7 separate regions of the Mus musculus genome follow, and all the other regions are linked to region 2. The links are chromatin contacts, called in public HiCAR-type and promoter capture Hi-C maps. All regions are on one chromosome and are shown on one strand. Each heading gives the region's core, a stretch centred on a gene start, on an enhancer-like site or on the middle of the called end of the contact. The rest is flanking DNA. Distances are from core to core; before and after follow the strand shown.

Region 1 (3,980 bases), core at 782-3,281, 1.2 Mb after region 2:
AGGGTTATCACTCAGGACGAACTAGCAACAGAAGGAAGACTGTATTCCAATTACTATGTCATATCTAAGATTAAAGAACTCTTTAATGTTTTATTAGTAGACTTTTCTTTGATACTTATTTAATCCAATGCTATTTAAGTAGATATCCTTGATCTTTTGGATTTTGCTAGTAAGTTTTGAAATTGGAAAATAGTTTTATGTTTTTGACTTAGAATGTCTGGAGTATCAAAGGCAACCACGTGTGAGATGTTTGTGAGATACTTGTGGAGCTGACACCTGGCAGACTGTGTAGATCTGGATCTTGCAGAGTGGTATATGCTGGTGCTGAGGGTCAGCTGTTCTCAAAGTGCTTTCCTATGTGTTTTTGACTCTTAGTAGAAGAAGCACATTATGGTTCCTGTATTAAACTGACATGCCTCAGTGCAGCTGTGATTTCAGACTCAAAGCCCGAATGATTTTTAATGAATTCAAATGCTGATTCGTGGTTTTTAAAGTCTTAGTCAGGCCTGGGTGGCTTCCTTGTGTTTAGAGACAAGCAGATCTAATAGCCAGGGGGGGAAAAAGTCTTTCTGGCTTGGGACTGTAATAATAGTCACACAGCAATTAGAAATGCATAAGAGAATATGGTAGTGGCACATGGCTTTAATTCCAGCACTTGGAGGCCTAAGGCAGGAGAATCTTGAGTTCTAGACCAGCTCAGGTTGGATAATGAGAATGTATCTCAAAAAAAAAAAAGGAGAGAAGGAATGGAGGAGAGGGAACCAACTTACAGTTAGCCACTGATCACGTGGCCTCTTATTTTGACATTATAAAGTATATTGTTGTTACTAAAGATACTACTGTTAGACTATAATTTTATATATATATATATATTTTTTTTTTAAACCAGACGGAGCCTCATTTTTTTTTTTTTTTAGATGTATTTATTTATTATATGTAAGTACACTGTAGCTGTCTTCAGACACTCCAGAAGAGGGAATCAGATCTTGTTACGGATGGTTGTGAGCCACCATGTGGTTGCTGGGATTTGAACTCCAGACCTTCGGAAGAGCAGTCCGGTGCCCTTACCCACTAAGCCATCTCACCAGCCCCAATTTTATATATTATTAAATTTCAGTTTAAATAATTAATAAAGAGGATTTTGTAGATCTTCCATGGATTCAGAAAATGTCATTATTGCATAAAAGCAATATCATCTGAAGGCATTAACTTTGAAATTGATCACTTAATGCAGACAGTACCCACTAGAAGAGTACAGTGTCCCCAAATGTACATAAATATGTGCAGTACAAGCATGCTTTCTTGTAGATGTTTAGATAGGTTATGGGTCTTTCCTGTGTCAACACACATGCTGATCTGCTGTGGTTTGCCTGGTGTCTCTGTGGTTTACTCAGAGGAAGTGGTTCTTGTGGGTGAAGGTCTAGTCTTCTTGGAGATTGTTGGTGGCACATACACTGTCAGCTTATTTCCTGTTTTATTGGTTGCTTAGGCCAGACTTCTCAGGGTGACTACTCCTGAGGGGTATCTGTTTTGTGGGAGAAGGCTAGCTGATTGCAATGTAGTATAACACCCGTATGTCAGGTGATGCGAAGGCTACCTCAGTGTTTATAAAGTACTTTGAGAGTTTAGGATAAAAAGTGAGAAATGACTTGTAATTGTATTTGCAGGTTATTGTGATGTTCAGACATTGCTTAGCTGCAGTAGAAACATGTAATACAGTGTTAGTCTGGCACAGTTGATTTTTAAGATCATTCAAGTGGTTTTTAGTCACCACAAGAGTCATAGTTAGAAATGTTTCCTTTCTGAGACTGAGGGGATGGCTCAATTGGTAAAGTGAGGACCCGAGTTTGGATCCCTAGCCACCAGTGTAAAAGCTGGGGGGGGGGCACAGTGGTAATGTGTAGCCCCAGCACTGGGGTGGGGTAGAGACAGGCAGGTCTCTGGGGTTCATTTGTCAACTAGCGTGGGCAATGAGTAAACTCCAGGTCAATAACAGATCTTGTCTCTGGGCTTTCGAAATAGCACAGTGGGTAATGGTGCTTGTCACCAGCTTTGGAACCCACATGACGGAAGGTGAGAACCAAACCCCAAGAGTTTCCTCCAGCCTCCCCATGAGTGCCATGGCACCCAGGCTTATACACACCTGCACTGTAACACTCACTTATGCTTTCCCGGTGCTGTGACTCTCGTGGGTGTGTAAATGCACGAGCACGCACACACACACACATGCAGGTGTGGCAGAGATACCAAGAGACAATGAATATTATGAGTTTATGCTGTAAGGTCATCTTCCTGCTCTTTTGCCTCAATTTCCTCCATTGGTTTTCAGACACACTACTCAGAAATAACTGTATTTATTTCCTGTCATGGAGACAAGGTCTTGCCATATCTATCTATCTATCTATCTATCTATCTATCTATCTATCTATCTATACACACACATATACATATATATGTACATATATATACACACATACATATAGATACATATATATATACACACACACACATATATATAGAGAGAGACAGAGACAGAGACAGAGAGTGTTCAGAGTAATCTTGAACTCAGAATCCTCTTGTCTCTACGTCCTGAGAGTTGTAGTTAGAAGTGTACTACACTTTAGTTAGTGCAACACCATCCCTTGCTCTTAGAAATACTACAGAAACACAGCAACCCATCATTTTAATGTTCTGTTCATCTGTCCTGAAGTGGTAGATGTCATCTGCCAGCTTACTCAGAATTGCAGTGTCAGGTGTGGAGTGCCTGCATCATCACTTCCTGGGTCTTATTTTGGAACCTGGCTGCAGGAACATCCCCGTTTGAAATTCATGGTTACTGTGTCAGAGAGAAAGGACAAGGACATTGACGGACGCACATGCTGGCTTTTTGTTTTTTTGGTTTTTGTTTTTTTGTTTTTTTGAGACAGGGTTTCTCTGTGTAGCCCTGGCTGTCCTTGAAACTGGATCTATAGACCAGGCTGGCCTCAAATATCAGAGGTCTATCTGTGTCTGCCTCCTGATTGCTGGGACTAAAGGCGTGCACCACCACACCTGGCTGCATATGATGACTCTTAAAGCTTTTGTTCAGTCACATGTACATCAGATTAGCTCATAGGACATAGACTAGGACAAGGTAAGGTTCATTATCAGTGGGGTAGGGATGTACTCTGCTACAGGTGGTCACTGGTAAGGCGGTGTAATCTTTGTAAGGAAGGACTATGGGGGCTGAGTAAGTGGGGACAATAATGCAGCCTAGCACAGGAGGTGCTCAGTACACGCTTATTCTATAGGCTCTTAGTGTATGGGACAGGCTTATTAACATACAGAGTGTTATGTCAGCTCTGTGTTCCTGTCAGCTTCAACAGTGATCAGTGCATGGACTGTCTTGGTTTATCTCTCTCTTCCCTTGCCTCTCCTCATGCGGTTATAGTGAAGCCTCTGGATATCCTGAGGTCACCAGTAAATATCTCACTGAGATTCCATGTGACTTCTTGTATTATATCCTCATTGTCTAGTGGTTAGACAGTGGTGCTGAGAACTCTAGAGCTGTCAGTTGGAGAGGATGTTCATGGAGTGTGTAGAGTTTGACAGCCAGATCTTGTTTTGATTTCATGGAGTGTTCCTGGAGGAGGTTTGCAACAGGATCTACTTTCTTAACCTTGTCTTTACTCAATTTAGGGGTGTGGTAAGGGTGGAGGAGGAGGAGCAAGAGGAGGAGGAGGAGGAGGAGGAGGAGGAGGAGGAGGAGGAAGAGGAGGAGGAGGAGGAGATGGTGGTGGTGGTGGTGTGTGTAAGTAACAGAAGCAGGTAATCAACCTCTGGGGGAAAAATAACATTGCAACAGATTTGATTTGCAGGAGGTTTTATTTCTCACTGAGCTTCTGTTGGAATGACGCCAATTGAAAGGAATCCCAGTTCTTCATGGCTCCAAGTCATCTGGGAGCTCAGTGATGTTATTTAATCTGGAGGAGAACATCAGA
Region 2 (3,560 bases), core at 375-2,874:
TTTTGTTTTTTTGTTTTTGTTTTTGTTTTAAATACAAAACAGAGACAGGAAAAGCTTTGATAATAAGTCTTAGTGCAAGCATGACTTCCTTGAAACAGGAAGGAAATAAGAGATAGGGAAGAAGGAGGGAAAAGAGAGAAAGTAGATACAAGGACAGAAAAGAAATGGTTGATGGGGATATGGACCACCAGGAGGGGTCCTCTATTGGGACCTCAGAGGCAAGGGTACCAGAAAGTAGGTGCCACAGGGGCAGTAGTGGCAAGGTTACTCACCCAAGTCCAAATGCAGGCCCAGAATCCAGCGGAAGGGCTTGGGCACCACGATGGTTGTATTGCCAAAGTTTGTGAAGTAGACCATGAGGAGAGGTAGTGAGGCAGCTGTGGGCAGCAGCAGCTTGTGGCGCCAGCGGAGATTGAGGACATCATCAGCAAACCCCAGGAAGATCATGCAGCAGATGGCAAGGAGGGCACCTATTAGGGCCACAAACTGGGGGAGAAGTGGGCACGTAATGACTCACACCTACTTCTACTCTGTCAAGAATTCCTGTCTTTTCCATTTTTTTTTTCGGAGTTGGTGATTGAACGCCGGGTCCTTGCACATACTCACATACTGAGAAAGCGCTCTACCACCGAGCTATATCACCAGTCCAAGAATTCCTGTCTCTATGGTTGTGGCCACAAGCATCCTTTTCCCAAATCCAAATAACCCCAACTCAAGTGCCCGGCCCCAGCCAGCCCGCTAATAACTTCCCCACTGGTGCACTTACTTCATGGTGGGGGAATGCCTTACACTGCTCCTCCACGAAGCAGTTCAGGAAGGGGAAAGGGATGAAGCAGAAGAGGATGATAAGGAAAACAGCACCGCTGATCACTCCCTGGGACTCTGGGCTGCGGCCCAGCGGGAAAGGGTGGAGGAGGAAGAAGAAAGGGGCGTGGTCACTCACAATAGTAGGGGTCCCAGTAAACCAAAGTGGCCTTCTCAGGATTTTGTTTGTTGGGGAGTAGGGAGAGCGTGCACAGGGCAAAGGATACCTACCCCTCTACAACTCCTGACACCCAACAGTTCCATTCCGTCCTTCCCAAGGATAGACAACTTTAATGACCTCCCAGAGTTCTGGGTGCCTAGGTTAGCTTTCCGGCTAGTGCAAAGCCAAGCATCTCAGTCCTTGCCCCTGTTCTGCACAATCCTGCCCCCCCCCCCCCCAACCCAGGACACTCGCGTGCGGTTACTCACATCTGCTGCTGGCTGAGCTTGTTGAGGTCCTGGCCACAGAGGCGCGCGGCGATAAAGTGGCTACGGAAGGCAGGGATGAGGGTGACTGTAGCCACGAATCCCAACAGCGAGCCGATCAAATTCACCAGCAGCGGCAGCGGCAGGGGCAACTCCGGGAAGGCCCACATGGTGACCCTCCGGTGGCCGCCGCCCCGCCGCCTACTCAGCTAACTGGTAAGCCAGGAACAATCCCGTGGCCTCGGCAGCCGGCAGTGCGGCTCCCAACCCGCAGAGGATTCCGGCGCCAGCGGGAACAAAACCCAGCTAGGACGCTAGGACCTGACCCTCCCTCCTGACCAGCAAGAAGCTCTTAGGAAGCAACCTCGGCTCTGCCCCGCTGCACCTACCCATTGTTTCCACCCGGATCTTAATTGCGAAAGAACTATCGCTGCTGAAGACCGAAGCACCATTTTTAAAACGGGCACTGTAGCCGGACCGGTAGTGTTATTTTAAACAAAGCTTTAGTTCTAAAGGAGTGGTACCATTAGCGTTTTTGAAAACTCAACTGAAGAAAATACAAGAACGTGGATACTCTCGAAACAATCATATTGTGCAGCTCAGAGTGGAAATAGGCTTTGCCCAGTTCCAACATGAACGCTTCCTCGTACCACGTGGCTGACACCGCTAGTTCTGTGGTTCCACGTCGTCTCCCTCGCAGGTCGGGTTTAAAGGGCTAGCAGCCTGAGCTTAGTCTGGGATGCCCTGGGGCTGGAAATATGGCTACTGAGAGCTGGCCGTGGTCAGGAAGAATGAGAGTGTGGAAGCACACCCGCTCTTTGCAGGAAAACTGTTGCCGACGTAAACACTGGTTCCAGAAACTCAGGAACAATCTGGAGGGTTTTTAAAACCTGGGAAGCTCAGACACTCGAAAAGCCCCTCCCGCCCTTTTTCTTGTTCATGATCCAGGTACTTTTCCCACAACCCACCCACCTTCTGCCTCCACTATAGCAGTTTGTTGCTGGGCAACCTACCGCTGCATTTCGCCAGGAGGAAACTGTTTGAGCTTTCAGGTCTTCGATTAAAGCAGGGATTAAAACTTGATGTTGGATCACAGCACTGTGCCAACGCTTTCCAAATAGACAGAAACCGACGCATTGCAAATAACTAACGAGGCAGGAGAGCTTGTCCATACCTCCAGTGAGCTTGTGGGTTTCCTCCCAGTCAAGTTTCTTCCTCCCAGTCACTTACTTGCCTTTTGACACCTGTACACGCTAGTAGTACAGCAGTTCACTGGAATATTGATCCCTTAGGTGGCAAATGTTTTCCTCAGAGAGGAATCCACCACAGAGAGTTAGGGAGTTGACAATAACATGGCGTTTTGTCCATCCCCTTTTGAATTACAGCATACTCCTAGAATCAGGGTGAAGTTGACACTACTTAGGTCAAAGAATTTCTTAAGGGCTGGAGAGTAGGCTCAGTGGTTAAGTCTGCTCTTCCGAAGGTCCTGAGTTCAAATCCCAGCAACCACATGGTGGCTCACAACCATCCGTAATGAGATCTGACGCCCTCCTCTGGTGTGTCTGAAGACAGCTACAGTGTACTTACATATAATAAATCTAAAAAAAAAAAAAAAAAAGCCGGGTGGTGGTGGCCCACGCCTTTAATCCCAGCACTTGGGAGGCAGAGGCAGGTGGATTTCTGAGTTCAAGGCCAGCCTGGTCTACAGAGTGAGTTCCAGGACAGCCAGGGCTACACAGAGAAACCCTGTCTCGAAAAACCAAAAAAAAAAAAAAAAAAAAAAAAAAAAAGAAGAAGAAGAAGAAGAACTTCTTAGGTTCCTTTTTCTGAAAGTCAGGTATTCAATGTCCATTCAACTTGGAGATGGCTCTTATTAACATTAAAAGCCCCATCTATGTCCCAAATACACTTTACTGGATAGTATAGTAAGTTTTGTTTTTCTTGTATGTGTAACACATGCAAGCCAACATCAGGGAGGCAAATGTTTTCCTCTCCTCTGGTGTCCCCTGAGGCATAGGACACAAAGAGACCTGTGTACCAGGCATCATCATGCATGATGAGTGAGTAAAAAAAAAAAAAAGAGAGAGAGGGATTGGAGTGCACGCGGATGTGAGAGGGAGGAAGGGAGGGAGGGATATTAGCTCACAACATTTCCATAGTTGGAGGGGAAGGGTCTTCCAAACTGGGAGGCTGAGCTACACAGAGCAGGTGGGGGGGAGGAGCTAATGAAATCCCCAGAGGAGGGAGCATTCAGCTATCCTGTTGATCAGGAGTAGCTGAGACTCCCTGGAGGTGTGAGGGACAGTCTGTATCTTTATTTATTTTTTTAT
Region 3 (3,479 bases), core at 388-2,887, 1.5 Mb before region 2:
TACCCAGACTCGCCCACGGAGGTGGCAGATGCACTCAGAGAGGTCAGCCAGCAACCCCACATGGGCCATAGCTGACTCAAGCCCACACTCCCAGTCAGCACAGGTAGAGGACACAACCTCCACCAGCCACCCCAGGTACCTTGGAAACTGTTGGAAAAGACGGGAAAAGACAGGGAGAAGTCCCTTCCCATGGCTGTGTGCCCATCCGTCTCAGAACCCTTGCAAGGGGTTTCTGGCTCCCCTAGGCTTATCTTTCTCAGACTCAGTACAGCTCTCTTCTGGCCATGTTCTGAGGCATGGGTGGGGGAGGAGCTAGAGTGTAGAGAGTGGGGGTTGGGATAAAGGAGGAAGGGACTAGGGGAAGCCAGAGTCTATTGGGACTTGGAGGCTACATGGATGTTACTAAGACTCTCACTTTGTTGGCTTATGGCAGCCCAGACTTAGAGTAAGGGGCTGATTGATCCAACTGGTGCCAGGATTTTGGGTTCTCAAGAAGATGAAGGTGGGGATCTTAGATACCCCCCCCCCCCCCGCAACACTAGAGTAGGGGAGAGTGTGGAGATGGAATATGAGAGACTCCGGCCACTGACACCTGTTACAGTGTCCCCGTGCCTGGCCCTTCCCCAGGGTCAGCCACCACTGAAGTGCTTTCTTGGGCGTGGGGGGATGGGGCAGTGGGAGTGAGAGGTGAGTAGTCAGTCCTGGGGCTTGGATGCCAGTGAGAGGGGGCGGGAAATGGAAAGGCTACTCCCAACCGGATCCTGGAGGAATAGGAGCGGGCGGTCATTCTGCACCCACTAAACAAACCATTTTATCAGGGCAGGCTGCTTCATCTCTACCCTATCACCCCTCTACCATGCATGAAGGAGGGTTGCTAGATCTGACCACCTTACCGTCTGTGGGGGGCTGCCTACGGTCATCTCCACATAGTAGCCCTGGCCGGACTTTCCCCTCAGGTTGTCCACCATCTCCACAAAGCTGCCTCTCCGGCCAGGCTCCTCCGATTCCTCGTCGGTCTCCCGGGGCAGCCTCAGGCCCAGGGGTGGCCCTGCCAGGCCGCTGCGAAGGGGCAGCCGGATGCCGAGATGGGTTCCCTGGGCAGGCAGCATTCCCGAGCCCACCCATAGCAGGAGCCAGTGCAGCGCTGGGGCCATAGTGAGCCCGGGCCTTGTGGTCCGGTTGGTGACTGTCCCTCTTGCCTGCCCCTAAGTCTGGGTGGTGGTGGCTTCTCTCAGGAGAGCGGCCTCGGCGGCATCAGGACTGCAGAGTCTGCAGGCCCCTCGCTCAGTTCCCGGTCCAGGCGGCGGAGAGTGGGCAGGAGAAATCCGTAGCGCACGAGAGGAGACGACGATGGCGATCCAGGGGACCCAGCTACATCTGGACGCCGGCCGCCAGCGGGGGGATCGGGCCCCTTGTGGGGCTGGGAGGGGCGGGCATGGCTATCCGAGCCCGTAGCTTTCGGGGTCTTCCAGGCGGGCTTTGCAGCTTGGGGACCGACAGGGACTCCGGGCTCCTACGGCTGCGTCGGCTGCTCAGGCCACCATAATCCAGCTCCCAGCTCCCAGCACCTAGGCAGGCTGGGGAGGCGGAAAGGCTTGTGGCGGTGGCTGTCAAAGCCAAAGGGTTTTTGCTTTTCCCTGGGATCTCTGGGAAGTGTAGTCTTCCCATGGCAGACAGCCCAGCTTCCGGAGCTGAAAGGGGTCTGGGATGCCCTCTGCCGAGATGGAGTTCACTCTGCAAGACCCTAGCGGGAAAGCATTTCCTTAGCTCTAGCAGAGCAAGAAGGAACCAATATCATACACTTCTCATCTGCTAGTCCTTCTTTCATTATTTATTTATTTATTTATTTATTTATTTATTTATTTATTTAGGGTACAGGGTCCTGCAAACATACAGTGTAGTCTAGGCTAGCTTCAACTTTGATGCAATTCTCCTGCCTCACTTTCCTGAATCAGCATTGGTTAACACCCCCCCACACCCCCGTGCGCACCCTGTCATGCATGCCAGCCACTTTACCCCTGCACAGGAGTAGAAAAAGAAGCACAGATCCCAAAAAGAGATTAACCGGGGAGAACTGTGATTCTTGCCACAGTGTGATGTTAAGAATTTTGGGGTAAGCTGGAAACCTGCCTCAAAAAACCAATAAATAGAGCTGGGCGTGGTGGCGCACGCCTTTAATCCCAGCACTTAGGAGGTAGAGGCAGGCGGATTTCTGAGTTCCAGGCCAGCCTGGTCTACAGAGTGAGTTCCAGGACAGCCAGGGCTACACAGAGAAGCCCTGTCTCGAAAACCAAAAAAAAAAAAAAAAAAAAAAAAAAAAAGAAAAAAAAGAATAAAATAAAAATCAATAAATAAAATAAAATAAAACAAAATTTGGGGGTATACCCCGGATGTTGAGGCACCTGCCTTTAATCTCAGCAGGAGAATTTCTGTAAATTCAAGGGCAGTTTGTTCTACATAGGTAGTTCTAGGACAGCCAGGACTGCATAGAGAAACTCTGCCTCAAAAAAGAAACAAAAAATGGGCAATCTAGAAGAGGTGACCTTAAAATTGGAAGTGTTTTCAGGAGCAGAGGCTGGAGGAGCAAGGTGAAAGGGACGAGAGTATTCCAGTCAACAAACCAGTCACTGGGATCCGACAGGGAGACCTGCCGCCTCTTCTGTTCAGAGCATTTAACCTGCCCCAGCTATGAGGTGGCCACCTCTTCTATGCCTGAATCCCTTTGTCTTTCTTTTGTTTGTTTGTTTTGGAGACAGGGTTTCTCTGTATAGCCCTGGCTGTCCTGGAACTCACTCTGTAGACCAGGCTGGCCTCGAACTCAGAAATCCGCCTGCCTCTACCTCCCAAGTGCTGGGATTAAAGGCGTGTGCCACCACCCCCCGGCCCGTTTGTGTCTTTGATGGTTTCCTGTCACGAATCCTCATGACCCATCTGATTACTTCCCATCAGTCAGAGTGAGGATCAGTTGCTCTCAAATTGGTATATCACTGGGAGACATTCCAGCATACTCATTGAGATGAAGAGCTTTGGGGCCCTGATAGCTTAAAACTGTGTGACTGTGTCATCATATCATTTATCAGAGGTGGAAAGCCCTCGATAAAATACAGCAGTCATTCTGATTAGGAAAAAAAAAGGTAAACTAGAAGGAAACATCTTAAATAAAGAAGCTGAGGGGCTCTCTGCTCCTCCCTGTTCCAGAGACAGACGCTTCTTCTTGTGCAGTGCCTGGCTCGTCCCGTAAACAAAATGGTGAAGGTTGGTGTGAACGGATTTGGCCGTATTGGGCGCCTGGTCACCAGGGCTGCCATCTGCTCTCCACATGGCAAAGTGGAGATTGTTGCCATCAACGACCCCTTCATTGACCTCAACTACATGGTCTACGTGTTCCAGTCTGACTCCACCCACGGCAAATTCAATGGCACAGTCAAGGCTGAGAATGGGAAGCTTGTCATCAATGGGAAGCCCATCACGATCTTACA
Region 4 (3,981 bases), core at 1,274-3,773, 1.1 Mb after region 2:
CAGGAACATTCAAGTCTTTTGGGACAATGTTGGGTGTAAATCAGGAGGGGGGGTGTCCCTGGAGTCCTCTATCTGTCCCTGCCCTGCAGAGGAGACATAGCCTTACAGTTAGACTGTTAGGAAAAGAGCAAGCTAGGCAAGAACAGGGACATTCCCCAGGTGGAAGTACCCAGGTCTCCCAGGGGAGGGCAGGCCTTTCCTGAGACTGAGTGAGTAGGCCCTGACCAGTTTGGGGTGGGTTTCTGTGGGTGGCTGGAAGTGAATCACACTTTCTTGTGTGCTGCATAGGTCTGCGTGGGTTTGCTGAGTCAACATGTATTGTCCCACCCATCTAAGGCTGGTGACTGGCTCAAGGGTGATGACCCTGAATACCAGAGGGCTCCCTAGAGCTGGGGCATTATGAATAAGTGTCGTGTTTGAAGTCAGGAATGTCCCTGTGTGCAGTTCACCCTACTGAAACCAAGTGTGTGTGACAGTATTCTGTGAGTGTAGATGTATGCAGATAAAGACTGTGTGTGTGTTGGGGGGTGGGTACTATTTACAGAAACAGGATCCAACAGATATGGCAGTCCTGAAGAGATAGGGAAACTCTTTGGGGATAAAGGTATGTAGCATGTGCTCCAAATTCCCCCACACTCCAGTTCCTGGGTTTCCAGATGTCCCAGCCAAACTGTGCACAGATGTGTGCCTCAATGCTATAGCCATAAACAGACCTCCCAGGATTTTTCCAAAGGAAATGTGGAAATATTTTGGTGTCTGATCTGGGCAGCAGGGAAGAGTGGGGATGGGGCTTGAGACTGATGCTTCCAACCTGAGGGGCTGAGGAGGCTCCCACGAACCAGAGCCCAGAAGGCTCTGATGGCTTCCAGAGCACAGAAGGCTCTCATGGCTTCCAGCTCTACCGCCTCACTGGAGCCTCAACCCACTTTAAGAAAAGAGACCCAGCAGCTCTCCCAATCCCTCATCCCCTCATCCTCTCTACCTCCACCTCTGGACCTCCCCTCCACCCCACCCCTCCACCCCCTCCCAAACTCAGGATGAGCAGCTCTGCCCTTCTCTCTCTGTTCTCCACAGCACAGGCTGGAAGGCATCAGGCTCCAGGATGCAGCCTGAGCCCCCGCCCCAACTGCACACACTACCAACCCCCACCCCCACCCACTGCACACACACTCAACCCACCACACACACGCACACTGCACACACCACCAAGCCACCCTCCATACATGCTGCACACACACACACTGCACATACTGCACCCACACACACACACACACTGCACACACCGCCAACCCATCCCCCATACATGCTGCACACACACACACACACACACACACACACACACACACACACACACACACGCACGCACGCACGCACCACCAAACCCTACCCCACCCACACCCTCATTTTCTTTCTCATTTCAGTTAAGAGCCCTCATAGCCACCATGCGCATGCCCCCAGACATGCCAAGCCTTTTGTTATTGCTACACAAGTTGTTTGTGCTCACAAACCACACAAATTGCAGCTAACAGATGGCTCCATGGGTCAAGGACTTGTCACCAAGCCTGATGACCTGAGTTCAAGCCCTGGAACCCACGTGATGGAAGAGGAGACTGAACGTTGTGCTTGTGTGCTCTCTGTCTCTCTGTCTCTCTCTCTGTGTCTCTCTGTCTCTGTCTCTGTCTCTCTCTCTCTCTCTCTCTCACACACACAACATAGTAATTATTTTTAATTGCAAAAAATAGAACATAGCGTTTTAACTAAGTTTACAATTTGGGGGCTAGGCTGCATTCAGCTATCCTGTTGGTCAGAAGTTATTAAAAAAAGAATAACCCAGCCGGGCGTGGTGGCGCATGCCTTTAATCCCAGCACTTGGGAGGCAGAGGCAGGCAGATTTCTGAGTTCAAGGCCAGCCTGGTCTACAGAGTGAGTTCCAGGACAGCCAGGGCTACACAGAGAAACCCTGTCTCGAAAAACAAACAAACAAAACAACAACAACAACAACAAAAAGAATAACCCTTCAGCCTGAACCTGGTCCCTGGGCAGCTCTGTCACCTTGGGTAAAGCTTAATTCCACGTCTCACACCACAATCTCCTCATCTGTGAAGCAGAGAAAAACCAATCCATTTTCTGCTCACTGTGTTAGTGGGAAGTGGGACCCGAGAGGCCAGTGCTTAGAATTCGGAGGCTTTTCCTTCTCAGCGACCAGGGACCAATTCTCCCATGGTGGATCCAGATGACCATCAATCGCTTGTTCACTAAGACTCTTTCAAACTCTGCGTTTGGCTGCACTTGCTCCCTGGAGCCTTCCCCCTCAGTAGGCAGGGACAGAGGTTAGGACTCACCAGACACCCAGGGCAGGAAGGGCTCAAGTCATAAGTTCCATATGGGACTGTGCAAGAGGTGACACCGATGCCGTGGTGCAGACAGGAAGCTGCGCCTCCTTCACTCTGTTCCTTATTTTCATTATTTTCTTTATTTTCATTCATTTACCTGCTTCACTGGAACTGCTCCGAGAGCCATGACTCTATGCCAGACACTGCACTAGGCATTGGGAATTCAGATGATAGTGTGAATACAGGTGCAGTTACGTTCACAGCCTCCTGGAGGAAAATGACAGGTTCCCACACTGTGTGAGCCGTGCTGAGACAGCAGGAGCACTGGATGCCACTGTGAGGCACAGAGGTTAGCCTGCACCCAGCGAGGTGGGACAGGTCTCCCCTCAGACACTACAGGAGTCTTGCTGAGATGAGGGAAAAACACAGCAGTTTCTTGGTACCCCACAGCTTAGAGGGTGGCACGAGGAAAATACACCCGACAGAGAGGTTCCAGGGTAGGATAATTAATATTTTGCTAAGTGGGAAAATACAAGTTGTGATGCTCACACGCACGCGTGCGCGCACACACACACATACACACACAAAGCTCAGAGAAAGCAAACTGGGATTCTTCTCACAGAAATTAAAAAGAAGGGAGAGAGAGAGAGAGCAGTTAGAAGCAGTTACAGGCAATTCTGTGGCTGAAAGAGCATTCCCTACAAGATGAGGCCCACTCTACTACCGAGCCACACACTACCACCGTCTTAGGGTTTTTATTGCTGTGCAGAGACATCATGGCCACAGCAACTCTTAAAAAAGAAAACATTTAATTGGGGCTGGCTTATGATTTCAGAGTCCATTATTGTCATGGCGCAAGCATGCAAGCATGTAGGCAGACATGGTGCTAGGAATTCTATATCTGGATCTGCAGGCAGCAGGAGAGAGAGAACGTTTGGGCGTCTTCATTAGGGTTTTATCTCTGTGAATAGATGCCATGACCACAGCAACTCTTATAAAGGAAAACATTTAGTTGGGGCTGGCTGAGGGTTGGTCTGTCCTCATCATGGTGGAAAGCAGGGCAGCATAGAGGCAGCCTTAATGCTAGAGAAGTAACCAAGAATTCTACACCTGGATCTGTAGGCAGAAGGGAGAGAAGGGTGCAGACACTGGGCCTGCCTGGAGCATTTGAAGCCCACTTCCTCCGATAAGTCCACACCAATCCAACAAGGCCACAGCACTTAATCTTTTCAAATAGCACCACTCCCTAGAATCTATGGGATCATTTTCATTTAAACCACTACAACCACCAAGCTACCCCACCATACTACCACTGTGCCACCCTACTTCATAGCAGTAGCTACAAGACAAGAGATTCCCAATTGTCCATTCAGTAGGTAGGAAACCTACTTCTAGACACCTACCTCCTCCCCCAGAGTCTTACATTCCCGGGGAAATTGGCAGATCTCAAATTCATCTCCCCATCTGGAAGCTCCAATTTAATAGAAATAGGTAAAGGGTTAATATTAGCTAGGGGTGTAGCTCAGTTAGGAGAGAGCTTGCCTACCATTATGAATTTCCGATTCCTTCCCCAGCAACCTGTAAATCAGGCATGTTTAGACCACACCTCTAGTCCCACATCTAGAGAGGTAGGGCAGGGGGATCAGAA
Region 5 (4,006 bases), core at 63-2,562, 2.0 Mb before region 2:
TTTCCCCCTGCATGCCATTGCCCCTTCTTCCAGGGACATCAGCCACACTGAATTCAACACCACCTTAACTGAATATAGGCTCATCTTAACTGGTAACACCACAAAGATTCCATCTATAAATGAGGTCATGCTCAAGCTCTAATGAAGAGAAGTGTGGAAATGAGGGACTAATTCGACCCAGTTCAATGGACCATACGGTAATAATACTGTTAGACCATGATACTGCCCCACAGAGAGGGTGAGCCACACTTTGTATCCTATCTAGTACTCTCTTTAAGCTGATAAGCATTTAGTAGACCTGGGGGTGGAGTGTGAGAATGGAATTAGCCCCCAGAGTTTCAACTTTCTATCCAAAATAGCACCTTCAGTAAGCTGCTAAACTTAGGGCTGCTGCTCTAAAGCCTACAAATACAGACATTTCCTTTTGTTCTGTAGGTTGATGTTGGATATCCTAACCCAACCTTTCCAGATTCCAGTGGCCAAGTTACTAATGGACATTTCATCTGAACTCTGTCTCAGCACATCTCTTTGCAATCTGGAAGTATAGTGTTTAATATAAATGTCTGCTCCATTACAATGTTCTGAAAGCTATATGGTCAACTATTTTAGAAAGAGGCCAGGCACAGGATGTGAACTGTTCCCATTTTAGTTGTTACTGTTAGTAGTAGATGTGAGTAATAGGATATGGGTCTTTGATTCCAGATCAGTTCCTGGCACTTTGGAACCCTCAGAAAGAGATTTTTGGATCTAGAAAGAAAGAAAGAAAGAAAGAAAGAAAGAAAGAAGAGGGAAGAGAAAAAGAAGAAGGAAAGAAAGAGAAGGGAAGGGAGAAAGAGAGAAATAAAGTGAGAAAGAAAAAGGTTTGAATCAGCTTTGCTATTCTTGGACACGACTTTCAATCTGTACATGGAACGACGTAAGCTACAAACGCGGGGAGAAAGTGAGTTAAGTTCTAGCTGCCTTTAACACAAGGAAGGCGCTGCTCAGAGGATGAGGTCTGAGCTGCCAGTGGCAGCTACAATCCCGCCCCGGGGCAGTGGAGCGGGGCCTGAGCTCGGGCCGGGGTCGGCAGCACCGCGCGGGCCAGGACGAGGAAGAGCTGCGGCCGAGGGCGCCACCGGGCAGCGCGACACCTCACCAGTCCACTCACCCCTTGCCGCCAGCGCCTCCAGGCTTCGGCCGTTTTTTGCGCCGCTTGCGACCGGCCTCGGGACCTCCTTCCAAGCCAGCATCTGTCCCAGACAAGTAACGCTTCAGATACTCAGCTTTGGTGAGTGGCGGAGCTGCCGCCATGGCAGCGGCGAGGGCGGGGCAACAGCTCGGCGTGGGGGACAAAATTCTTCAACGCGAAACGGTAGGGGTGGAGCCAGAAGCGGAAGCTTTAGGACGGGGACTTTTTGAACTGCTGGACTTAAAGACTTGAGCCTTAAGAGGCTCCAGGGGAGAGTGCGTGCATCTCGGGCTGGCTGTGCTTTTCCTGAGACGACGAATCGGTGCAACAGCCTGCAGCCCACGCTGTCTCAGCTGAGAAGCCACAGGCCGATGTAACATGATCCTACCCTGGCAGCATCAGCGCCAGAGTAAGGAAGAACACCTGTATGAATGGTGGGACTTACCATAGCTGTACCACTAGGGGCACATTCTTGAGCAGCGTTTTAATAATGGACGCTGTACCAAACGTTTCAATTTCAATCACTTTTATTGCTATAAATACCTTTTGGTGGGAAGTCTGCTGGAAGAGGCTTCCGGGTACCATTTAGGGGAAGTCAAACTTGTGACTATAAAAGTTTGATAGGTTTTTATCAAACCTGTACTGACCTTCTCACCTTTGATATGTCTTTCTAAAAAATGATATAAACTCTTCCCAGTGAAATGGATTCGTGGTCAGTGTGGCAAAGAAACCAGGAAGATTCTGGAGTTTCTTCTATAAAGGGTTAAGTGTTTTATGACTTCTCACTTAACCCTCACAATTTTTTTTTCTTTCATCCAGCACCGAGGATTAAACCCAAGGCCTTTTGCACATGGTATGCAGGAGTTCTATAGAACTACATCCCCACTCTTTTGAATGTTGAAGATCTAAATTGCCTAAGCTGCCCCTGAATTTGTTAGCCTTCCTCCTCAGCCTCTCAAGTGGCTGGACACCATGACCTACCCTTCAGTTTTATTAGCCTCCTTTATAGATAATAAGAACTTTCGGGTAAGTACAGGAACCCACACATCTTCATACTGCCTGGCTCTAATTTTTGCTAGCAGAGGCCAAACAAGGATGGTGCTGGTTATCCAGTTTGAATTCGTTTTGTCTTGAATCAGGGTTTTTCTGTGTAGCCCAGGCTGTCCTGGAACTTCCTCTGTAGACCAAATCGGCTTCAAACTCATAGAACCACCTGCCTCTGCTGGGATTAAAGGTGTGTGCCACCCTGCTTTTCCAGACTGCTTTAAGCTGCATGAGAACAGCTAGACTCCACACAGGTGTACCTGGCTCAGAGCAGACAGGATGGCCTATTGGAGTGAATCAAATGCTGCCTCTACAGCAGCCACCTCAAGAAAGATTTGCTTAGGAAACTAAACTGGTTTTTCCTTCCTCATTTCTTTTCATGAAGACGGACTCTCACTGCATGGCCCAAGCTGTCCTCAGTCTCCTCGGAGCTGAGTGTGACTCAGTGTGACCCAGCTTAGTCTAGCACATGGTAATCAGTAAGGACATGAACGCAGAGGCGGGTGTCGTTTAAAGGCCATCACTTTAATGTGGCGTCTTCACCTGTGCCTGCTCGGCCCCTCCGACATCCTTCCCTGCTGAGTCAGTACTTCACATGCCCAGAGCCAGCAGAAACTTGTATTTCACTTCCCCAGACTTCAAAGGTCCAGCACTGGAGGTCAGAGAGCTGACAGGCAAACGGTGATGGCAGACCGCCTGGTGTTTCTGGGATTCTTCTCACGCCGACTTTAAAACCTCCAAAAGAAGGTCAAGGAGCACAGTAGGGCTGCAGCTGCCTCGTCCGTCAGCTGCTAATCTTGGGTGCTTACATTTCTAACTCAAGTGGTAACCTCTTCACCATGGACGAGGGCTTGAGCACTCCTCGTCAGTTCCCCACAGTAACAGATAACCCTGCAGTGTGAGTGGCACTGTAGCTGGCCAGTGAGCTGGCCACTGCTACCGCTGTGGGGCCAGGCCCGCCTCATAGCCCTCTGTCTTCATGTCATTGAGCCCGAGCTCCTCATTTTGGTCAAAGGTGCGTTTGTACCGCTCGACCTTCATCTCTGGATCGTCTTCAGGTGCATACACATTCTGCAGGGCCAAGAGCAGACAGACGACGGTCAGCGCCTGTGCAGCCCGCCATCCCCTCCCACGGCTGACTCTCAACCTCCGAAGAAATGCACAGGATTTGCAGGGTCTCTAGAGCCCACGGCTACATTCTGCAAAAGTGTGTGTGTGTGTGTGTGTGTGTGTGTGTGTATGCTAGTATCAAACCCAAGCCCCTGTACATGCATACAAGTGTTTAACCCCCAGTTCTAAGTACTTTTATATATGGGCCTTCCTATAAAAAATGTAGCCAAAGTTGGTGATTGCTTATAATCTCAGCACTCTGGAGACTGAGGCAGAAAGATTACAAATTTAAAGCCAGCCAGGCTACATAACAAAGACTTGTCTCAAAAAAAAAAAAAAAGGTTTTGAGGGAGGGGGACCACAATGATCTTAATTATGTGAAAAACTAGGCCAGTTTTGCCAGGCCCATCAGTGCTCATTAATACTAAAGTAAGGAGGAGGCCCCAGGTTCAACACAATTTTGCTGCAGTTTGATATGGATCAATTGCCAGATGTTTGCTTGCCCGTTCAGCCAACACCTCTCGGCTTTCCTGTCCTGACCTCTGGCCAGGTTCCTATTGCTCCTTACTTCACAGTCAGATGCAGAATGGAAGCTCCAATGCTGAGGGTGAGAATAAGAACAAGACAAGCAGACCCAGGAAGAGGAGGTCCTACTTTCTTATATATTCACTCTGTACCTAG
Region 6 (3,630 bases), core at 377-2,876, 1.6 Mb before region 2:
GCTGCAGACCTGTGGACCCCAAGTACAGAAACAACAACAAAAAGGTGTCCCACTAAAGCCAGCAAAGCAGAAACTAAAGTGAAGGCCAGGCCTGACCAGTGACCAGTGTTAAATGTCATTTCCAGGGATCTAAAACAGGCCACAGACTAGGAGACATTCATCACAATAAGGCCACACCAATACAGAACCCAGATACCCCACTTCTTAACCTATCATGTTATTTTCATTTGCTTCTTTAAGGGCTTAGCAAGACCTAACTGTCAATCAGGGAGAAAGCCAGATAATGGAAATAAAATGTAGTATAAGTGCATGTGGGTAACTGGGAGAGAGGAAATGACTGGCAAGAAGGACTAAGGAGCTGGCCCCGTCTCACCAAGTTGGATTTTCAGTGAGGGCACAGGCTCCAGCCCTGTCTTCAACCACTCAAAGGGGAAAAAACCCCACCAAATTAGAACTTTCGAGCAACTGTGGGGGCAGGAACAAGGCACATGTGGGGTCTTGAGCTCATTTAAAACTCACTACTGTCTACCAAGCCCACACTGCAGCAGTCTTGGTGTCCAGACATACACTTGGATGGTACCGACTTAAAACATTCTGGAAAGACTGTTTTACCAAAGACTCCTTGGACCTCCCTTCCTCTGTATACCAGGCTGGCCTGGAACTCAAGAGAGCCAGCCTGCTTCCGCTTCCAGAGTGCTGGGATAACAAAGGTGTGTGCCACCAACATCCGGCTTAAACAAGCTTTCTTTATATAATAAAGGTTGGCTGAGAACTCTTGCTTCCACCCCTTTACTGCTGTTATTATAGGTGTGGGCCACCATGTCCTTAAGTTCCATGGCATATTTCCTATTACATTCTTCCTGCCCCTGGGGCTGCTTCAATTTGGCCCAAGATACCCAGGTGTCTTCCCTAGTCTGCATATAAGTAAATCCAAAGTCTGGTTTGATAGCAGCCATCCACTCAGGCAGGCTCCTACAATCTCTGTAGGTTCCAACAGAGATTTCTGGAAGAGAAACCGAGTTTTGTTTTTGTTTTGTTTTGTTTGTTTGTTTGTTTTTTTCTCCCTGTGGTCCAGAGGCACAGCAGCACTTATTCTCAGACCTCTGAGCAAGAAATCTTAAGCACTTTCTGAAAATAGACTCCCATCACCCTCAACTAAGGTAGACGGGCACCTTTCCTGCTCAAGATTCTGCTCTTAAACCACCGTCCTTCAAGCCCCGCCTCCCCACTCACAGGAACCAGGGTCTGTACAGAGTGAGTTTTCTGATGCCCCCACTCCCACGCGGACTCAGCTGCTCCGTGCAATGTGCCTCTCTCTCCTTAGGACCGATGCTGTCCGGAACCTACGACCCGGAGACCCGGTCCCTCTGGGGTCGCCCACGCCAGGACCCAAGGTGCCCTCAGCGAAGGACCTCCTCCGCAGACGCCGACCAGCCCCGGTCCATGGTCCCCCGTATATCCGAGGTCCAGCCTCCACTACATTTCTTCCCGACTCACCCACAGCCTCTGTTGCTACTGTCGCTGCTGCTGCTGCCGCCGCAGCCCCCACCCTACGGAAACTCTCGGCTTCCCCGGAGCCGGAGGCGCCACTGACAGCGACATCACTTCCGCCCGGCGCCGCAGCCAATCAGCGGCTGGGCCTGCGGCCTCTTGACCAGCGGGCCGAGCTCCGGGCGCTCCGCCGACAGCTTCTGTCACAGGCCCGTGAGGGCTGTGGGAGTTCCGGCGCCTCGAATCCTCGTGTCCTCCGCCACAGGACCCCCTCCGCCACAGGGCCCTCGTCCTTCATGGCGTCCTCTGTAAGGACCATCCCGGTTCCGACCTCTAAACACCCCTCGCGGCTCTTCTCCGTCGGACTGCCATAGCCTTGACTCTTCCCCATAAACTCCTCAGAGAGGCTCTCGCCTCCATCCGGCCGCCGTCTCTCTGGCCCGCGTGTCCCTCGGGCTCCGCTTGGGTCTCAGGGCTGGTCCCCTCAGCGGCTCCGTTGTCCGGTCGCTGTCCGCGCCTGCCGCCAGAGGGCGCCGTCGGTGGCGGCCGCTCACCCCGCGGGTTCCGCTCCTCTCGCCGCCCCGGCCTCGCCCCCTTGCGCTCGCGCCGCCGGAAGTGGGAGGTGCCGCGCGCGGGCCAGCGCTCGACCCCTCCCCCAGGCTTGGCCGCCCCCTCCCCCGCTCCGCCCGCTCAGGTGCGTCCCTTCCCTCCCCCCCGCTTGGCTCCCCGGGGGCGCGGCGCGGGAGGTGTGTGCGGGGCGGCGCGCGCGGGTCGGGACGGCGGGACTAGGGGGGCGCGGCGGAGGAGGAGGGGGCGGCGGGGAGGGGGCGGCGGGGACAGGGGCGGGAGCCCGGCCTGGGAGTGGGACGGGAGCTGGCGGCCGGTGAGGACGGAGGGGAAGGGGTGGAGGTGGCGCTGGCCAGTGCCAAGGGCCAGCGTAGCGGCAGCTCCCTGTGAAGAGTGGCGGTGACCACCCGGCGCAGCTTCCCCCCATTGTCCCCTTCTGCGTCGCCGCCTGACTGGTGACCATCACTGCCTTGCGGGATTCCCTTGGGCACACTGGGCTCTTGAGCCAGATGTGCGACCCCACCCCCCATCCCTCTCGTTTGGGGCTCTAGCTGCGGAGTTTCACGTATGACCCTTGCCCTAAGGTTTTCGTTTACTGGGCATCGGTGACCCAGACCTTGTTCCCTGTTGGAGGCAATGATCTCGACCCTATTGTAGGCAGACTGATTGCATCCGAGATGCAATAATGGCGTTTCAGGGCCCATTTTCACCTAGGAGCTTTTTATTATGAGAGGAAACTGAGGCACTGAGCTGTGACTATTGATTCAGCCCGACTCGGTATCTGCTCTTGTGCATTCTTCTGGGTTCAGAGATATTCTATTCATGGGATGCTGTCAAAATAAAAGCAGGAATGGGAACTAATCCTACTTTTACCACCTAGTTTTTCTTGTTACCATAGAAGGCCGAGTTTATTTTGCAGCAAAAAAGATGCTCTTAAAAATAAAAATGTAAAAAACCGTCTTCTTGGGTTCCCTTACTTGAGTTACCATGTTTTTCAACATCTCCCTTTTCTCCTGGAGTAACTGAGTAGTAGCCTGTGACTCAATGGTAACTTGTTAGTGGGGCGTTGGCAGATACCAGACATTCCCATCTGTAGGAAAGGAATACTGTCAGGCTAAAAGACACCCCACAGAGATGGTCCGGGGTGACTTGTTCTTGGAAACACCTCACATAAACCCTATCACTTAAATTAATAGAGAATGCTTTGACTGCAACAGCCAAAAGGGATTTAAACATATTATTGAATCTTGGCCAAAAAGGTCAACTTTAATAAATGGAGGTAGGTATGTGGACCATTCAGAAAATTCTTATCAGATTATCGTCTGTTTGGAATGACTGCATTTCTGTCCAGAACAAAAGTAGTCTGCCTTATGTTTATGTGTATGACAGCGCCTGAGGGCAGTGCTGACTGGGACTTATGGCCGGAAGTGGCTCTTTTATTGCCCTCCTGCAGAATACTCTTTCTTAGGTGTTTGGAGGAACTGACACAGTGGGCATTATGCAGAGGAAAGCTTTCAGCTTTGTCACCTGTGTCCTTTGGTTTGTTTCTGAATGTCCAGAGTGCAGATGGCG
Region 7 (3,707 bases), core at 1,181-3,680, 1.7 Mb before region 2:
TACAGAAGCACAAACAAACGCTGGTGTGGTCTCCTCCACACATGCAACTCATTGTCCCAGCCATTTCAGCCTCATTCAAGTCTGAATATTTCCATACATAGGAACTGCATAACTGCACACCACAAACGATCAAAGATAAAAACCAACATAAACAGTGACACCCGTCTATAAACATGCCAGTGCTGTAAAGGCTGCAGTCCTAAAGGATACCAAGGTCTCAGGGGAAACTGAAACACACACACACACACACACACACACACACACACACACACACTAGAAAGCAACCAAACCAACCATAATTAGGCCCTGGCTTTGCTGACTACTGAAAACAGAAATGTCCCTTTTATATATAAAGCCAAGAATCAACTGTTTGCAGTTATGTTTATAAGACACTCAAACCAGCTTGTCATAGATTTTTTTTAATCAATATTTTGATATAAAAATTCAAATTTCTTTAAATCATAGAGAACGTAGCCAGACAACCAATTATGTTTGTGGAGTCCATTTCCCAGAGGTCAGAGCAAAATAACCACAGAAGCAGACAGGGGAGAGAAAACAAGGGACAGAGGCATTCTGTTTGTAAACACAAGTTTGACTAGGCCAACAGTAAACACACTGTAGGGGGTAAGGAGATGCCGGCTTCGGCTCCAGCTGCGGACCTGAGGGAGGGACTGCAACAGGAGGGCGCACTTGAGTCTGTCACAGGGCTCTGAAGACTTGAGGCTTGAAGGGGTCCCACCAGAGGAAGTGAAACTGACCAATCACTCTGCCCGCCGCCACCCTCGGAAGAAGGGCCCCTTGTAGTCTTTGACAGAGAGAGGCAAGGAAAGGAACTTTCAGGTTGCCAATAAGCAGGATACGAGGCCCAGATAAGTCCTGGCAGGGAGGGACTGCTATAAAAGCCAAAACAAGGTAGGCTAAGGTAAACAGCGGCCAGGGGGAGGAGGGGAGGGGAGTCCTGGGTCTCCCGGAGGAGCATGCTTAGGTAGTAAAGGTTTTTCATTAGCCAGGCGGAAGAAAAACTCAAGCTACTGTTTTAAATATAAGGAATGACTACTACGTTAAAAGTATCCATTTAAGTGAGGTATTGAGCAAAGACGAGTTGGGAATTCAAATGGGTTTTGTGGCTTCCATCAAAACTGAATGATTTTCCTTGATACTCTCAATGAAGAAAGATAGGTAAAAGTGCTACCCTCTGAGTCCTTTAAAAAATATACTACATGCGTATACATACATGGTTTCCTAACTGACCTTGGCCAGTTTCACTACTACAGCTCCTCAAATCCCTTGGGAACCAAAGGGCCCAAATGAGTGGAATTCTGTCGTGCCAATCCCACGGTTCCCTTCCCTACTGAAAAGCCCACCCCGAGTTCTAAAAAGCCCACCATTTCAGACCCTCTGACAACTAAAAATAACCAGCAAACCATCTTATCCTAAATTGTTTAACCCTTGGTTAGCTAGTGTCACCAGGAACCCTGAGCCTTGGGACATCTGGTCATGGGTCCATTCCATTTTTTTCCCCCTTATTTCCCTGCTTTCTTCACTGACTCTTCCCATAATCAAGTATACTTCCTCAGGCTTACAACTGACACCATCTCCCCGTCTTAAATAATCAAACGTGGATTCCTTTCTCTGGTATAGGTGCCAGGTCCTTCTCTTCCCGGTGTCTTGCACCCCACCGCACACCCTCAGCCCCATGCCCCAGCCGTCCTGGGAAGCCTGAGGCAGCCAGTTTGCGCGTCTCCCCCATCCTGTGGTCCACATTTCATATGCCCCTGCCCTCGTTCTGATGGTTTCCTAATTGCTGGTTCCGGAGTCTTCCTGGCGTGCAGTCCGCCGGCCCCCAGAGAGTTCCAACGCCTCCTTTCCAGTCACCCCCCCCCCCCGACCCTGCGCACAGCCCTGGGGACCTCTCCGATGTCCAGCTGCTAAGTTCCCGGAGCCCCCCCTTCCGGAACCCCTCCGCTCTGAGGTCCCTGCCTTCTCCCGCCAGCACCGGTCCCCACTGCTGACCCTGACCCGAGCCCCGGGGAATCGCGGACTCCCCTGGCCCCACCGCCCTGCTGCAACGCCCCCCGGGCAGCGCAGCCCGCAGCCGCGCGGTCCCCAGCGCCACTACCTTGGCCTTGGTGACGAGGTGCGTGGCCCGCTTGACCACAGCGAAGTTGCCCTTGCCGATGGTGCGGTCGATCTCGTAGTAGCCGATGCGAGCGGCCATCGACCCGCGGGAGGCCGGGGCTGTGGGACGCGCCGGGACGGCGGCCGGGGGCACTGCGGCGGGGGCTGCCGGGGGCCCCGCGGCGGGCGGAGGCAGCAGGCGGCCGGCCGGCCCGGCTCCCCCTGCTCCGGCCACGGCAACCCCGCCAGCTCCGCTCGCCGCCGCCGCCGCCATCTTGTTGTGCAGTGAAACCTCCGGGGCCGCGGGGAGCCGGCCGGGGGGGAGGGGGCGCGGGGGGGCCGAAAGAGGGGGGTTGCCGACAGACGTCACTCCGGGAGGCGGGGCTCCCGCGCCGCCGGGCGCCCGACGCCATGGCAACCGCGCGTCACGTGCGGACGCGCGTCACTGCCCGAAGCCATGGCAACCGTGACCTCACCGGGCGAGCTCGACCTTCCCGCGTGGGTCCCTGTTCCTGAGGCGCCGGCTCCCTAGTGCCCCCCTCTGGGGAACAGGCATTGAAAACGTCGAGGGTCAGCAGCAACTTCTAAGCTTCCGCCGCGCCTAGCGAGGTAGGGATATGAGATGGGGAGACCCCAGAACCAGACTCCCGATGGCCCCTGGTTCGCTGATGGGATCCCTGCTCCGACCTGTGTCCCAGTTCAGTCATCACCAAACCTCCCTTAAAAGGATTTCCTCGTCACCAAAAATACCAGCCTTGTCCCACTTTAGCCCTGGAGGCCACAGAGGCAGGAATAGCTACAGTATTTAAGCAACTGTAACCAAGTTGGTAGCAAGGCAGGGGAATTGTTCAGCAAAAACTCTTACAAAGCCCAGCTCACTTCGTACAATCAATCTAATAAGTCATCGAACACAGAAGAGTGCGGAAATTAGAGTTTGCATATTCAAGGATGTTGAACCCATCCCAAACATGCGTTCCAGTCTTTGGGTGGGTGAGGGCCAGAAAAGGACCGTCATTTTCCTTCCTGCCACCCCTGACTCGGAACAATTCTCCAGCCAGTTGGTCAGAATCTCTTCACTCGTTTTCTGTTGCTGGGTTAGTACTGGTGAAGTGTGTTGCATTCAGGGCCACGTCATGCTTAAAGATGAGCAATCCGTTAAGCAAAACGAGTAACTAATATAAATTCCATCCCTACTAATGACTCTCCAAGGACATTAAGAGTGATCAAATTAATAACCCCTGCAATAAAACTCATATCCCTCTTTCTTCCCTCCTGTTATCTGACATTCCACATCCTGGGCTGTAACTGAGCCTCTCCCCCTCCTCCTTCCTTATTAAGTAGATTGATTTATCTGCCTCTGGTGGGGATAGGAAATTGGGCTGTAAAGGAGAGATAGCCTTTGGTCCGTTAGAAAAGGAAGGAAGAAGGCTGTGTGCATTCCTCTATATAATTGTATCTCATGTATCCAGTGCTATTCTACCCACACCTGTATCTCCCTCCATGGCACAGGAGTATTGTCACATCTCTGTGCAGTATCAAAAAGTGACATCCAGGTCACTGGGTATGTGAGAAAGGAAATACATGCTTAC

The links. Promoter capture Hi-C pulls out the DNA fragments that hold promoters and counts their contacts. HiCAR-type assays count read pairs that join an accessible place to other places.
Region 1: a promoter capture Hi-C map of liver shows a contact between it and region 2, with 2.6 times the contacts expected there. The contact joins the enhancer-like site here to the promoter of Dpagt1 in region 2. A contact is called at or near these places in 4 of 39 promoter capture datasets (3T3-L1-derived adipocytes, the C10 cell line and liver), 1 of 115 datasets of contacts at active chromatin or transcription factors (stem cell-derived neural progenitor cells) and 1 of 9 other capture datasets (adipose tissue).
Region 3: a promoter capture Hi-C map of liver shows a contact between it and region 2, with 2.5 times the contacts expected there. The contact joins the promoter of Bace1 here to the promoter of Dpagt1 in region 2.
Region 4: a contact with region 2 is called in a promoter capture Hi-C map of liver, with 2.2 times the contacts expected there. The contact joins the promoter of D630033O11Rik here to the promoter of Dpagt1 in region 2. A contact is called at or near these places in 6 of 39 promoter capture datasets (the 3T3-L1 cell line, 3T3-L1-derived adipocytes, cranial neural crest and 1 more).
Region 5: a promoter capture Hi-C map of pre-B cells shows a contact between it and region 2. The contact joins the promoter of Bud13 here to the promoter of Dpagt1 in region 2.
Region 6: a contact with region 2 is called in a HiCAR-type map of astrocytes, with 4 times the contacts expected there. The contact joins the promoter of Rnf214 here to the promoter of Dpagt1 in region 2. A contact is called at or near these places in 3 of 39 promoter capture datasets (liver and pre-B cells) and 1 of 115 datasets of contacts at active chromatin or transcription factors (astrocytes).
Region 7: a contact with region 2 is called in a promoter capture Hi-C map of pre-B cells, with 2.5 times the contacts expected there. The contact joins the promoter of Sik3 here to the promoter of Dpagt1 in region 2. A contact is called at or near these places in 3 of 39 promoter capture datasets (hematopoietic stem and progenitor cells, liver and pre-B cells).

Annotation. Positions count from the first base shown.
Region 1 is chr9:43,093,927-43,097,906 of GRCm38.p6, reverse strand. All of the region lies in intron 1 of Arhgef12 (Rho guanine nucleotide exchange factor (GEF) 12), which reads left to right. Among named protein-coding and RNA genes, the nearest start is that of Arhgef12, 9.8 kb to the left of the region's middle. Within about 2 kb of position 2,031, at least 55 of the 459 cell types and tissues checked have an H3K27ac peak or open chromatin away from gene starts, as enhancers often do. A contact at or near this core is called in liver, where this site is marked.
Region 2 is chr9:44,324,879-44,328,438 of GRCm38.p6, reverse strand. It overlaps Dpagt1 (dolichyl-phosphate (UDP-N-acetylglucosamine) acetylglucosaminephosphotransferase 1 (GlcNAc-1-P transferase)), which reads right to left and starts at 1,624. Exons shown (of 9, transcript NM_007875.3): 1 at 1,234-1,624; 2 at 767-887; 3 at 273-486. The coding sequence starts at 1,400.
Region 3 is chr9:45,836,703-45,840,181 of GRCm38.p6, reverse strand. Bace1 (beta-site APP cleaving enzyme 1) reads right to left here and starts at 1,637. Exons shown (of 9, transcript NM_011792.6): 1 at 894-1,637. The coding sequence starts at 1,154. It also overlaps the pseudogene Gm7286.
Region 4 is chr9:43,258,421-43,262,401 of GRCm38.p6, reverse strand. It overlaps D630033O11Rik (RIKEN cDNA D630033O11 gene), which reads right to left and starts at 2,523. Exons shown (of 3, transcript NR_168927.1): 1 at 2,343-2,523.
Region 5 is chr9:46,280,318-46,284,323 of GRCm38.p6, reverse strand. Bud13 (BUD13 homolog) reads right to left here and starts at 1,312. Exons shown (of 10, transcript NM_146000.2): 1 at 1,151-1,312. The coding sequence starts at 1,293. It overlaps Zpr1 (ZPR1 zinc finger), which reads right to left. Exons shown (of 14, transcript NM_011752.2): 14 at 1,681-3,286. The coding sequence ends at 3,152.
Region 6 is chr9:45,904,907-45,908,536 of GRCm38.p6, reverse strand. Rnf214 (ring finger protein 214) reads left to right here and starts at 1,626. Exons shown (of 14, transcript NM_178709.5): 1 at 1,626-2,185; 2 at 3,618-3,630. The coding sequence starts at 3,625. Pcsk7 (proprotein convertase subtilisin/kexin type 7) reads right to left here and starts at 1,968. Exons shown (of 17, transcript NM_008794.2): 1 at 1,498-1,968; 2 at 1-9.
Region 7 is chr9:46,011,543-46,015,249 of GRCm38.p6, reverse strand. It overlaps Sik3 (SIK family kinase 3), which reads right to left and starts at 2,430. Exons shown (of 25, transcript NM_027498.3): 1 at 2,120-2,430. The coding sequence starts at 2,392. It also overlaps a transcript of Pafah1b2 not described here.